2 separate regions of the Macaca mulatta genome follow, and region 2 is linked to region 1. The links are chromatin contacts, called in public Hi-C maps. All regions are on one chromosome and are shown on one strand. The core of a region is the stretch at or near the end of the contact, and the rest is flanking DNA. Distances in the headings are between cores, read along the strand shown. Region 1 holds the start of GPR137C (G protein-coupled receptor 137C). Region 2 holds the start of GNPNAT1 (glucosamine-phosphate N-acetyltransferase 1).

The links. A called contact is a pair of places that touch in the nucleus more often than the background predicts.
Region 2: a contact with region 1 is called in a Hi-C map of fetal cortical plate, with 2.6 times the contacts expected there. The contact joins the promoter of GNPNAT1 here to the promoter of GPR137C in region 1. A contact is called at or near these places in 2 of 14 Hi-C or Micro-C datasets (fetal cortex germinal zone and fetal cortical plate).

The regions. Positions count from the first base shown.
Region 1 is chr7:125,680,142-125,686,308 of T2T-MMU8v2.0, reverse strand. It overlaps GPR137C (G protein-coupled receptor 137C), which reads right to left and starts at 2,973. Exons shown (of 7, transcript XM_077941031.1): 1 at 2,218-2,973. The coding sequence starts at 2,661. It overlaps TXNDC16 (thioredoxin domain containing 16), which reads left to right and starts at 3,305. Exons shown (of 21, transcript XM_015143696.3): 1 at 3,305-3,494.
Region 2 is chr7:125,920,138-125,926,304 of T2T-MMU8v2.0, reverse strand. It overlaps GNPNAT1 (glucosamine-phosphate N-acetyltransferase 1), which reads left to right and starts at 3,178. Exons shown (of 6, transcript NM_001260699.1): 1 at 3,178-3,325.

The DNA.
Region 1 (6,167 bases), core at 1,724-4,223:
CGCTAATTTGATTATAAAAAGGACAGACAAACAACTCACACCCTTTTTAGCAGGCATTACAAAGGAAAAAAGCTTTATCCCAGCTTCTTTCCAAATTATGTTTTTCAGGTTAATAGAGTTTCATCGTTTTAAAAAAAGTACATCACACAAACATTTAACAGGAAGACTTTTAGACTTTAAATTCTTCCTCACTAGCTTGAGTATTAGCTCAAAGTCTGAAGACCCAATCTAGACACTCTGTGGATTCTATGCTATATAAGCTTACCTTCAGGATTTTGAGCTTAAATATATATCCTTTTTTGTGATGGTGTTTACCCACTTTGTGCTTATCTGAGCGAGCTACTGACTGGGAGATGGTAAAAAGGGAACCTTCTGGGACACGGAAAATGCTTTATATCTTAATCTGGGTGGTGGTAACATGGGTGTATACAGATGTAAAATTTCATCTAGGTGTGCATTTAAGATTGTGGACTTTATGGTATATGTTATACCTCAAGAAGTAAAAAAGAGTGTTTAATCCACTTTATGAAATGCCTACCAACTATTTTACAGTGAATCATTCATACGATTTTGTAAATCAAAATGTATAGGGAAAAAACAAGTCATCTGATGCTCCTGGCATAAAAATCGCTAGTCACTTTCAGGTAAACATCTCAAGCTGGAGTAAAAGCTTCAGTGTTGAGAAGTCACTAACACACTATCTGAAATGGTGGCAGGAAGATTACAATGTATCAGTTTAAGTATAAAGGGTAGAAGTGTTATAACAGCTTAAACGACAACTAGATTAGAACATCCTCAAATAAGTGACACGACTATGGCATCATTATCTCATTTGTGATAACCTATGCTGCTTATTTCCGCTTACTGCTTTGGGGTTTTGTCATTGTATTGTTTGGACTTTCAAAGGATGGAGAAGGAAAATAATAAAAGTTAAATTAGTTTTGTTGTTTTCAACTATTGTTTTTAGTGTGCTAAATAGTTGACGTTATGACTGACTTTAAAATTATGCATTCTACTTCCTATTTATTAAACGAGAAAAGAGTTGGTTTATGTAGGAAATATAAACACTTAATCTATGTCATTTTAAAAAAAATTTTTGCTTGGAACTATATTAATTCCATCACCTCCAAAAAAGCCTTTGAGAGGATTAGCTGCATAGGCCAATATTATTCTATATTAGTCTGTATTAAGCATATGATGTCACCTTGCTTCCTCCCCTCCTCAAGCTTTTCTTTTGGTGGGAAGGAGGACTTTCTTGGGGGAAATTCTCAAAATATTATGGCTTAAATACCACAAGCTGACACACATGATTGACAATCTTACACTCCCAAACCTGTTTGAAATGGGTCAAATACCTAAGCGCTGCAGAACAATGCAATCCAACCAGCAATTCCCCATAAAAGAGAAAGGGGGTGTGATTAGGTTCCAGATATTAAGCAAGTTATTGCAAAAACAGTTTGGTGGTTTTGTTTCTGCAATAGGGACAGGTTGAGCTAGTATTTTTTTCTCTTAATAAGGTCCAAAAAAGACTATGCTATAGGAGGTAGGATAAACCACTAAAGCATGAAGCAACTGGGACAAACATTAAGGGCTTTATGGAGGTCCTTATCCTGATCCTCAGCATTGGTTATTGATCATCAACCCTGCTGGGGAACTATCGAACGAAATTTGCGTGAGGCTTATCGAGCCACAGGAAAGGAGATGCAGGAGGGAATATAAGCTTCTAATAAAAGAAACGCAGCAACAATAGCAGAGGAACAGCTCTGCCTGGTGACGTAATGGCTGGCAGCAGTCCAGCTTCAGCAGAGCTGCTGCTACCTCAGCATCCAACCTCCCTCAACACAGTCCGGCTTCGGCAGAGCCACCGGGGCTGCTACTTCTTGAGATGCCACTTTGTTGGTGCCACCAACGCCTTACCTCAGAGGGCCAGAACACCAAACAAAGGGTTCGTTCCGTTGCTGTTTTAAGTTGTCAGACACACACACTCTCACTCACTCACCCCCTAGCCCCGGACCCCTCAGTAATCGAGCCAATCAGCCACTTAAGTTTAGGACGAAAACACTGGCTCACACTCCAGGTGTGCCTCAGTTTCCCCAGGCTGGTTTCCAGTCCGCCTCTAGCTGCCCACCCCCCCGCCCCCGCTGGTCCTCAGCGGGAGTTGATCCCAGCGGCCCCGCGTACCCGCCCGGGCCCCGCATGCCGGCCCTCCTGCCTTACCTCCGCCAGGTAGAGGTTGAGGAGACAGAGCGTGGAGAACTGGAGACAGGAGGGGAAGCAGTAGAGCAGCCAGTGGGGGAAGAAGTGCAGGTGAGCGGGCGGCCGGAGCAAGGGCAGGGAGCCGCTGAGCGAGAAGGCGGCAGAGAAGAGGGTGGTCCTGAGCGCTGCCCACAGGAGACAGAGGAAGAGGCAGAGGCTCTGGTAACTCAGCCGCCGCTCGCGGTACAGGAGCAGCCGCCACAGCTGCAGGTAGGCAAAGGCGAACAGCGCGGCGTAGAGCAGGGCGTGCAGGACGCTCAGCGCCAATTGCACGGAGCCCGGCACCGCGGCGCCTGAGGCGGCAGCGACGGCGCCTCCGCCTCCGCCGCCCCCGCCGGGCGTGGAGGGCTCGCGGCCGGCCGCGGGGGCCGCAGCGGCCGCCGGACCCGGCACGGACACCCTCATGAGGGGGCTGGGGGCCGGGCGAGCGAGCGCGGGAAGGAAGGGGCTGGATTCGGAGCCGCCGTCGAAGGGGAGAAGGACTGCCCCCTTACCCCCCACCCACCCCAGCCTCTAACCCCAGGAAGCGCCGTGACGGGACCCGGAGTCCCGCGCAGAGCAGCCGCTGCTCCCCCCGACCCCGCCTCCTCTTTCCCCCCACCCCTCGGGGGTCTCGGCTCCTCCTGCTGCGGCTCGGCTCCGTAGCTGCAAAAAACAACTCTCGGCTGGAGACAATCAGCTGAGAAACCCGAGCATTTGAGGCGCTCGCTCCGCACTGTGGGCTCGCGCCGATTGGCCCGGCTAGGCACGCCCCCTGAGCGCCGTGCTCGGAAGGCCACGGGCCGCCGTACCCGTCGCTCGAGGGCCCCGAAATCTGATTGGGGGCTTAATTTTCCTACTTTCTCCCTCCCCTGTACTTCCCACCCACGCTGCTGATTGGACCTGCTACTGCACCGCCCGTTCGCGCCGGCGGGAGGACTCTGTAATCGTCTGTCACTCTCGCTCCGCCCACCGCGCTTCCCATTGGTTAGAGAATGCCTCACGTAGGGAGCACGAGGAGAAGGAGGAGCTTCGCAGGTTGTTTTTTGTCCGGGAGGCCGACTCTGTCGAGTCGGTGGCGGCCGCAGGCTGGGAAGGAGCGGTGCTACGCCTTAGCAGGTTGGCGAAGTGGTTCCAGGCTACCCGGCTAGTCTGGCACGGCCCGGCCTTCTGCCTCCTACTCCGTCGCGTGGCGGCGGGAACTGTTGGCCGCGCGGCCTCAGGAACGGCCTAGGTCCCCGTCCGCAGGTCCCGGGCAGGTAGGTGGCAGCGCCGGTCCTTCAGGCTGTGGGCTCTGCCTGCAGACCCGGGGATTCAGACGAAGCGGCTTTCTGTAGCCAGGGCTGCACTGCAGAGCTCCGGAGTCTGACTTAGGACACCCGCCTCTGGGGCACTGAAGGGCCTCACCTGGAGCCTCCTGAGGGCGTTTTACCTTCTGTTTTCGCTGTATGAACGGCGGGAAACACCGGAGCCCTTTGTGGGTCAAGGGGATGGAAAGGGGCAACGGGGAGAACCGGAGCTCTTAAGTGAAAGACACTTCCCTCCCAAGGGATATGTCTCTTAAGAAGGAGTAATAGTAGTGTCAGATGGATGTTGAAGCGATCTGTGAGCAGGGGGAAGCTCGTTCTTTCAAACGTAGAATTTGGGAAGATGCTCTGGGCTTCAGTTTTGGGAAAAAGGCAGAAACAGACTTGTTAGTCTGATGATTGCCTGGAGAGGAAGTAGAATATTCTGTACTGTTTAAATTCCACATGTATTGAAGCCCTTGGACCTGTGTATGGTAGATGGTGGCGCTATTCCTGGGGCTGAGAGAAAATACATGCTATGTTACTGCTGTAAAGAAGCGAGGAATAATCACATAGACTAATGTATATTAGGCCGGCACATAGTTGTTGATTTTTTTTTTCCTATTTGGGAATAAAATTAGCAAGTAGTGCAAAATTAAGAGGAAATAATTTGTTTTCTTTAGAATATACAGCACATTACGAATTCAATATCCTTGTGAAAGACATTGCCACGTCTATTGGAGCAACCAAGACCCAGCTTTCCTTACCTCACCATCCTTTGTCCTATGCTTTTTTGTTTTTCTTTTTTCGTGCAGGGTCTCGCTCTGTCACCCAGGCTGTAGTGACAGTTCACTGCAAACCTCCACCTCCTGGGCACAAGCAATCCTCCCACCTCAGCCTCCCAAGTAACTGGGACTACAGGTACTGGCGCCACCATGCCCGGCTGATTTTTTTTTTTTTTTTTTTTTTTTGGGAGAGACGAGGTTTCACTGTATTGTCCAGGCTGGCCTTTGTCGTATGCTTTGCCCAAGAAGAGTGGTGCTCTCTTTTTTTCCTAGCTAAATATTCCACAGGGAACTTTAAAGTCTATTTTTTAGAGTCTGGGATAGTCGTTTGTCCAGGTACCAGATACTAGTGTGGTTCGAGTTCCTTAGAGGTTTGCTGACAAACTGTAGTAGTAGATGTACAGGCCCCGCACTGTTACCTAGACATCCCTCAGATGAAACGTTCAGTTGAGCAGGTAGAGAGTGCAGTGTATGAGAGGGTACGGCTTGCTCTAAGAAGTTAATAGGCCTAATCCAACATCTGTGCTTTGGAGCAGGATTTTGTTTATTGGAACGTAAGAACTTCATCTCATGTGTTTTTAGAGAATGTGGTTAGGGCAGGACACAAGTCTCTTCAAATAGGAGACAGGATGCTCATGACAGCAGTGATGTAATTGATTGCAGTAATGTGCTTAATCATTTAAGCATAAAATCAGAGTTGTGTGGTTTTAGGCACTTGTCAAAATCAAGGGCACCGCATATTCTCTGCCATGGCCTATTTGCATCTTCCATAATCATTGATGTGCACATTTCAAGTCATCAATAGACTTTTACTATAAAAGTGTTTTTCTCCTGTATTCTCTGCTCAAAGTGATAGTAAACATCTGGATGGTACCTATACTAATTTTAGGTCTTTGTCTGTGAGACTTACCTGCCACCTGCCATGTGTCAGTAAAAGCAAATCTGGATAGCCTCCTCCTTTCTTCTTTTTTGGGGGATGGGAGTGTGTGTATAGAGTTGCGGGGTGAGGGTGCAGGTAGAGGATTTTTCTCCCAACTGCTTTGAAAAGGCTCTAAAGGGGAGAGATGTTGACCCCTTTTATTGCCTCCTTGGATCTGAAATGATAAACTGTGTTGAGATCTAATCAACATTTTATTTGAGGCTGGTTCAGTGAGCAGGTTCTGTTCTCCAGTAGCAGCATTAAACTAAGCAAGCTGACTTCAGACAGAATGTTCTTAGGCGTGAACTTTGTAAGCATTATATGCTCCATTTGTTGCAAAATAGGAAGTGTGTCTTTTTCCTGAGTATGATGGCCACAGATGTTGATACAATTTATTTAATAGTTATAGTTGTTAATTTCCTTCTTTTCTGAGAGGGAAAGCCATTAATTTTATGGTTAATCATAAGGGAATATTAGGCCTATAAAGGGGGAACTAACCAAGGGTTTCCTAGAAAAGCTTGGTGTCAGTTATTCTAAAATTTAAATGTGTCCAAATGCATAAAGATTTAATATTGTTGTTCTGAGAGGACAGATGACCCTAACATAGTAGTCTTTCAACCATTTAAAAGCAGAACTGTTTGGGTCGGGCACGGTGGCTCACGCCTGTAATCCCAGCACTTTGGGAGGCCGAGGCGGGCAGATCATGAGGTCAGGAGATCAAGACCACCCTGGCTAACACGGTGAAACCTTGTCTCTACTAAAAATACAAAAAATTAACAGGGCGTGGTGGTGGGCGCCTATACTCCAAGCTACTCAGGAGGCTGAGACCGGAGAATGGCGTGAACTGGGCAGGCGGAGCTTGCAGTGAGTGGAGATTGCACCACTACACTTCAGCCTGGGTGACAGAGCAAGACTGTCTCAAAAAAAAAAAAAAAAAAAAAA
Region 2 (6,167 bases), core at 1,929-4,428, 240 kb before region 1:
CCACCTCAGCCTCCCAAAATGCTGGAATTACAGGCATGAGCCACCGTGCCCGGCCTGTACCATATTTCATCCAGTCTTAGACACATCCATTGTATGACACACCATTAATTTATATACCACTAAGAAAGAAACAATGTGGCTAATTTAAAACTATAATATCTTATCACTTGGAACTTGTAATACCTAGTGAAACAACTCTTTTATATTTAATTAGACATGGATTGTTATATCTAATTCCTGTGCAAACATTAAGAGGAAAATATAAATGAAATAAATTGGTTAAGGTATTCTTTTTTTGAGGGGGATGGAGTCTCGCTCTGTCACCCAGGCTGGAGATCAATGGGCACAAGCTCGGCTCACTGCAATCTCTGTCTCCCGGGTTCAAGTGATTCTCCTGTCTCAGCCTCCTGAGTAGCTGGGACTACAGGTGTGTGCCACCACACTGGTTAATTTTTGTATTTTTCTGAGACAGGGTTTCACTATGTTGGCCAGGCTGGTCTTGAACTCCTGACCTTGTGATCTGCCTGCCTCAGCCTCCCAAAGTGCTGGGATTACAGGCGTCAGCCACTGTGCCTGGCCAAGGTATTCTTAAACTTCTCGTTCAGGCCAACATTCCTGAATCATTTCTCAACTGAATCACTGACATCCATGTTTTTCCATATAATAGCCTTATCTGTGCCGATGAGGATATTGTTGTTGGTTGGACGTGGTGGCTCACACCTGTAATCTCAACACTTTGGGAGGCCGAGGTGGGCGGATCACAAGGTCAGGAGTTCAAGACCAGCCTGGCCAACATGGTGAAACCCCATCTCTACTGAAAATACAAAAATTAGTTGGGTGTGGTGGCGTGTACCTGTAATCCCAGCTACTCAAGAGGCTGAGGCAGGAGAATTGCTTAATCGGAGCCCAGGAGGTGGAGGTTGCAGTGAGCTGAGATCATGCCACTGCACTCCAGCCTGGGCTACAAAGTAAGACTCCCTCTCAAAAAAAAAAAAAAAAAAAAAAAAAAAGGAATATTGGTGAATGCAGCATTTCTTCTAAGAATCTAGAAAAATAAATAAAAATCACCAAAGGACATTCCAATGGTTCCATTAAACCAGAAGTTGAAACTGTCTCCTGGTTATCTTGGGCTCCTCATTGCCGAGTGAACCTACCTACAGGCAAAGAAAGGGGTTAACTTTACTGGCCAGAGTGATCGACTTTGTCTATTAATGAGAAATTGGGTTCTTATGGCCCAATGTGGGTAAGGAGGAGGATATCTGGAATGTATGAGATCTCTGGGGGTACCTCTTACAAGTCTTGTGTTCTGTGATTTTATATAATTGCTTACATTTCACTTTTTGCTAATTTATAAAATGTACAGCAGTTTGTTGTACAGGAGAAAATCACTGAAAACATCTGACCAGAAATCTGCTAAGAAAAACGGGGAGGGCCAGGTGCTTAAGATTAGTGGTGTGTACATAAGTATTTTTTTAAAATTTTTGTTTGTTTTGAGACAGGGTCTTGCTCTGTGGCCCAGACTGGAGTGCAGTCATGCAGTCATGGCTCACAGCAGCCTCTACCTCCCAAGCTCAGGTTATCCTCCTACCTCAGCCTCCTGAGTAGATGGGACTACAGGCACTTGCCACCATGCCTGCCTAATTTTCAGTATTTTTTTGTAGAGACAGGTTTTTGCCATGTTGCACAGGCTGGTCTGAAACTCCTGGACTCAAGCTCAAGATCCACTTGCCTAGGCCTCCCAAAATGTTGGAATTACAGGTGTAAGCCACCACGCCCAGCCATGAGTATTTATTTTTATTTATGCCTTGTGTATTCTTTTTCTTTTCTTTTTTTTTTAGAGACAGGGTCTTGCTCTATTGTCCAGGCTGCATTCAACCTCGTGGGCTCAAGTGATCCTCCTGCCTCAGCCTTTGGAGTAGCTGAGACTATGGATGCACACCACCACATCCTGTTCATGCCCTATATATTCTTTTGTATGTATGGGTGTAAAAACAGAGATAAAAACAGAGACGTGGATGCCATCAGCTCACTGATGTTTGAAGTTCTGAGAAAGCATAAATCAGTAAAGGAGTTAACTGAAATTTAAATCTCATAAATGAGCAAAAAATATAATGTCTGGTATACGATCTATGGGGTTCTTGAATACTATTGCTTAAGAATAAAATACTTTGCGATTTCAATAAATCGAAAATTATGGTACAAGGCAAGGAAGGGGAGCTACTAGCTACGAGACTAGTAAATTATGTAACATCTCTGAACCTCTGTTTCCTTATCTGTTAAAATAGGGACAAAGTGCTACTTAGGTAAGACACTTCAGAAATGGGGCTCTGAAGGAAGTCACTTTTCTTCTAACGAAAGGTTTCTAAACCTCAGCACTCCAGACATTTCAGGCCAGGTAATTCTTTGTTGTGCGGCGCTGTCCTGCGCATTGTAAGGCGTTTGGCAGTATTCCCGGCCTCTACTCACCTGTGCCCTCCACCATCTGGAGATTCCAATGGCACCTCTCTCCCACATGAGAGGCTGAAAATGATTCATACATTGCCAAATGTCTCCTGGGCGGCAAAACTGTTGCAGTTTTTATTGGATGAACATGAACTCCATGTTCATCCAATAAAGCGTTTGAGGGACTGAGAAATGAAACAAGTCCCAAAGGAGTAGAATGCAGTGGCCCCGACTCCTAGTTTCACGAAGGCAGGAACTGTGACTCAGAGGCCTGGGGATGCGGGGCTCTGAGCTGCCAGTTGGTAGGAAAAGTCCTAATTAATGGATTGAATCATGAAGGGAGGGCAACAAGGGACAAATGGAGAGGGCCAGTGGTCGAGTCTCAGGATCAAAGAGGCCCACACTGGTCACCACTTACGCTGCTGGGCTGACTGCTAGGCAGGCGTACGCAGATAAACCGAGACAATGACGCGGTGGGAAAGGCCTTGTGGAGGGAGGAGGAGGAGCCCGGAGAGCCCAGTTTTGGTCCGGCGGCCACCGCCCCGGGCGCCGACGCGAACCTCAGGCCCCGCCCCTCGTCCTCCTGGTCCGCCCCCGCTCTCCGGGCCCCGCCCCTCGCTCGCTGGGCCTGGGCCGGTGGCGCCTCGGCCCGCGCCTCCGTCTCCGCCTCCGCCCGCCTGCGCGCGGCCCTGCGTGAGGGGGTAGAGGCGGGGTGGAGGCGTTGGCGCTGCCACGTCTGGGCCGCGGTTCCCGACTGTGGCGCGGGCGGTGGAGGAGGAGGTGGGGCTGGCGCTGAAGCCGGATCCGGATCCGGTGCTGTGCACCCTGGTGCGGGAGAGTCCGACGCGCCTGGCAAGGAGCGCCGATCGCGGGGCCTCTACGGGTGAGGAGAGACCGGGGCCGGGGCTCGAGAGCTGGACCGTGTGTCCTGGGGGCTGGGGCGGGCCTGCCTTCAGGTTTATCTAACAGGTGTGACTGGTGCCCCGGCGAGGCCCCCGGGGGTGTTGTGGAGGAGCCGGGCGTTAATCCTCGCCAGCTGGGTGCACATGGTGTGGAGCGCGGGTCCCAGGAAGTTGAACGCACGCGCGCCTGGAGCAAAGGTTAAGGATGATGGCCAGCGGTCCGGCCATACGAGGGTCTTGGCCTGGCAGGACTGGCACTGGGACTGGGGTCGGAACTTCGCTTCCCAGACTTTGGCGTGGGAAATGAGACAGTTGGTCGCGTTCTCTGCAGCCATGGGTTTTGAATGGGCACGAACTTCCCAGGCCCCTTTTTTTCTCCTATTCCCGGGCGCATCCCACGGTGGTCGGGAGCCCCTGAGGCAGCTGCTCCGAAGACCACCTCCGCACCGACTAGGTCGGCGCTTTCCCCACGGTACAGAGGGACATCCTTTGTCTCTTTTTCCTAGGCTCCTACTTCTAGAAACACCGAGTGGTGTACTGTGATTTCTGTTGTAGGAACTGATGTTTATGTAAGCCAAACTAATTTAAAATTTTCATACAAAATTGAACGGACGATTATACGATTCGTTTTGTTAGGATAATCCCTCATGAACGAATCCTAGAATGGATCTTAAGAAATTAATTTAGGCAGGATTTGCCAAATAGGGGAGAGAGCGCTAGCTGTATGGTAGGATGATGTGAAGATTGGGGTCTGCTGAGGATGGTAATCGAGGTCAAGATGCGAAAACAAGAGGATTCTAGCCCCAGGTCACTTATATGCTGTGTTACCTAAGGGGCAAGTCTTGGGAGTTCCAGGTGCTTCAGCTTCCTCATCTGTAGACTGGGAATAACACCTAGATTGTAAAGGTCAAATAAACTATCAGAAAATACTTTTGAAAATTCATGCAGTTACACAATTTAATAAACATGGCCAGGTGTGTTAAAAATCATTAACGAAAGAGATTCAGAATGGATTCTTGTTATCGAAATTGTTATAAAATGAATATAGAGGAATCCGAAGTCCGCCCCTCCCCCATTCACCTGTACTTAGAAGGTGCCCCAGGAGCTCTTGAGAAATACATAGGGTGGTTTAGATTTGGCCTTAGATTATGTTTTTAAAATTTGTAGATTGACTTTTAAAATCTTTATCTCCGGTGTCTATTACTTGTTGCTCTCAGTTGGTTGCTTCTAGCAGCAGCCTCTCTCCCCAATTCGTATTCCAATCTGATACCGAGGCTCAGAAGCCAAATAGTTGAAATTTTGTTTAAAAATATTCAATTGAGTGAAAAAATATTCAATTGACTTGATGACTAGTAAAAATGAATTTGGTGTATGTTTTCCGCGGTATTGTGGCAGTTTGGGAATTTTTTTTTTTTTTTTGTCCTTCTGGATTTTCTGAAATGTGACCTACAAGTAAGTTTTATTCGTTATTCATTCACTAGGCATTATTGGGCTAGGGTTAGGCTTAAACGGGTCTTCTAAACGCCCGCTAATTTAGCAGTTAATCAGAAAAGGTTCTGAGGAATCCTTAAGGAGGGTTAGTGTTTACTATACTTTTTAAAGTTAATCTAAAAACTTTAAAGATCCTAATGATACGAGATTTCGCTTCATGCAACTGTGCAATTTTATTTGCAGAAATTTCCTAGTTTTGCAGTATCTGGGCACTTGAAGATGCTACAAGATTATTTATATAAAGGTACTTATTTAATTATGTTCTAAAACCCTTTGGAACTGGGTTTCAAGTCGTATCTTGCTTCATCTTGCCCAGTACATTAGTTGGGCACCAGCAGAATTTTACCGTTTGAGGAGAGAGTGAGCTAAAGTGGGCCTTCAGTATGGCTCTGTTTTGTAGAAGAGCCCATAAAAACATTTTTGATCTTAATTTCTGATTGCCTGGTTCATAGATTCTTATTTCAATCTGGAATGCTTTGTTTAATGTATTTTGACTAGTCTGATTCCCATTTTCCAAATGTAAGTTCTAAGTGCTGCTTATGACTTAATTTTTAACCCTTGTACAATAATAAGGTAGGGAATATATCTACTGTAGTGCATCTTCAGTGTAATGGTTAAGAGCAGAGTCTGAAGTCATACTACCTAGCAGGACTGGCTACGTAATCTGTAGTAATCCAAATTAAAATGCAGAGTTCTTTGTTAAAAAATTAAGAATTTCAAAACAGTGGCAGCAGGGTATTAAACTAAGTGCAGTGTGCCCTCTGTAACGGCACAGGTCAGGGGCTTCTGAAGCTGGCCCTGTTGCCTCATTTTGAATCCTCACTCTGTTCCTTGTTGGCACTGTAACCTTGAGCAAGTTACTGTGCCTGCTTCCTTATTTGTAAAATTGGGATAATGACACATTGTTCATTGTATTTTTAAGAGTTAACATATAGAAAGTTTTCATTAAGTGTTAGCCAATATTATTTATTTTTATGATCATTCTTGGAATAAGACTGTCTCTGAAGTACAAGAACATATTAGTATTTCCTGGTTAAAACTCATTAGTTAAGGGCTTCCTAATCCTAGTTGTTTTCCTGTACACTTCTTCCCTCTCATGAAACTTATTAACCCTATTTTTCATGTTTTCTAGACCACATTTTTATTGTAAACACAGACTTTATAGGAAAAAGGAATCTAGTTAAATGTGGTTAAGGTTGATTTAAATTCTCTTTTGAGTTTTCTTTGAACTTTGTATTTACAACTATGTTTAATAGCGTGACCAAAATGTTTAAATAGTGTGCTGCCTTGAGGAATTTACATTTTTAATACTGTACACATTTCACTTTATTA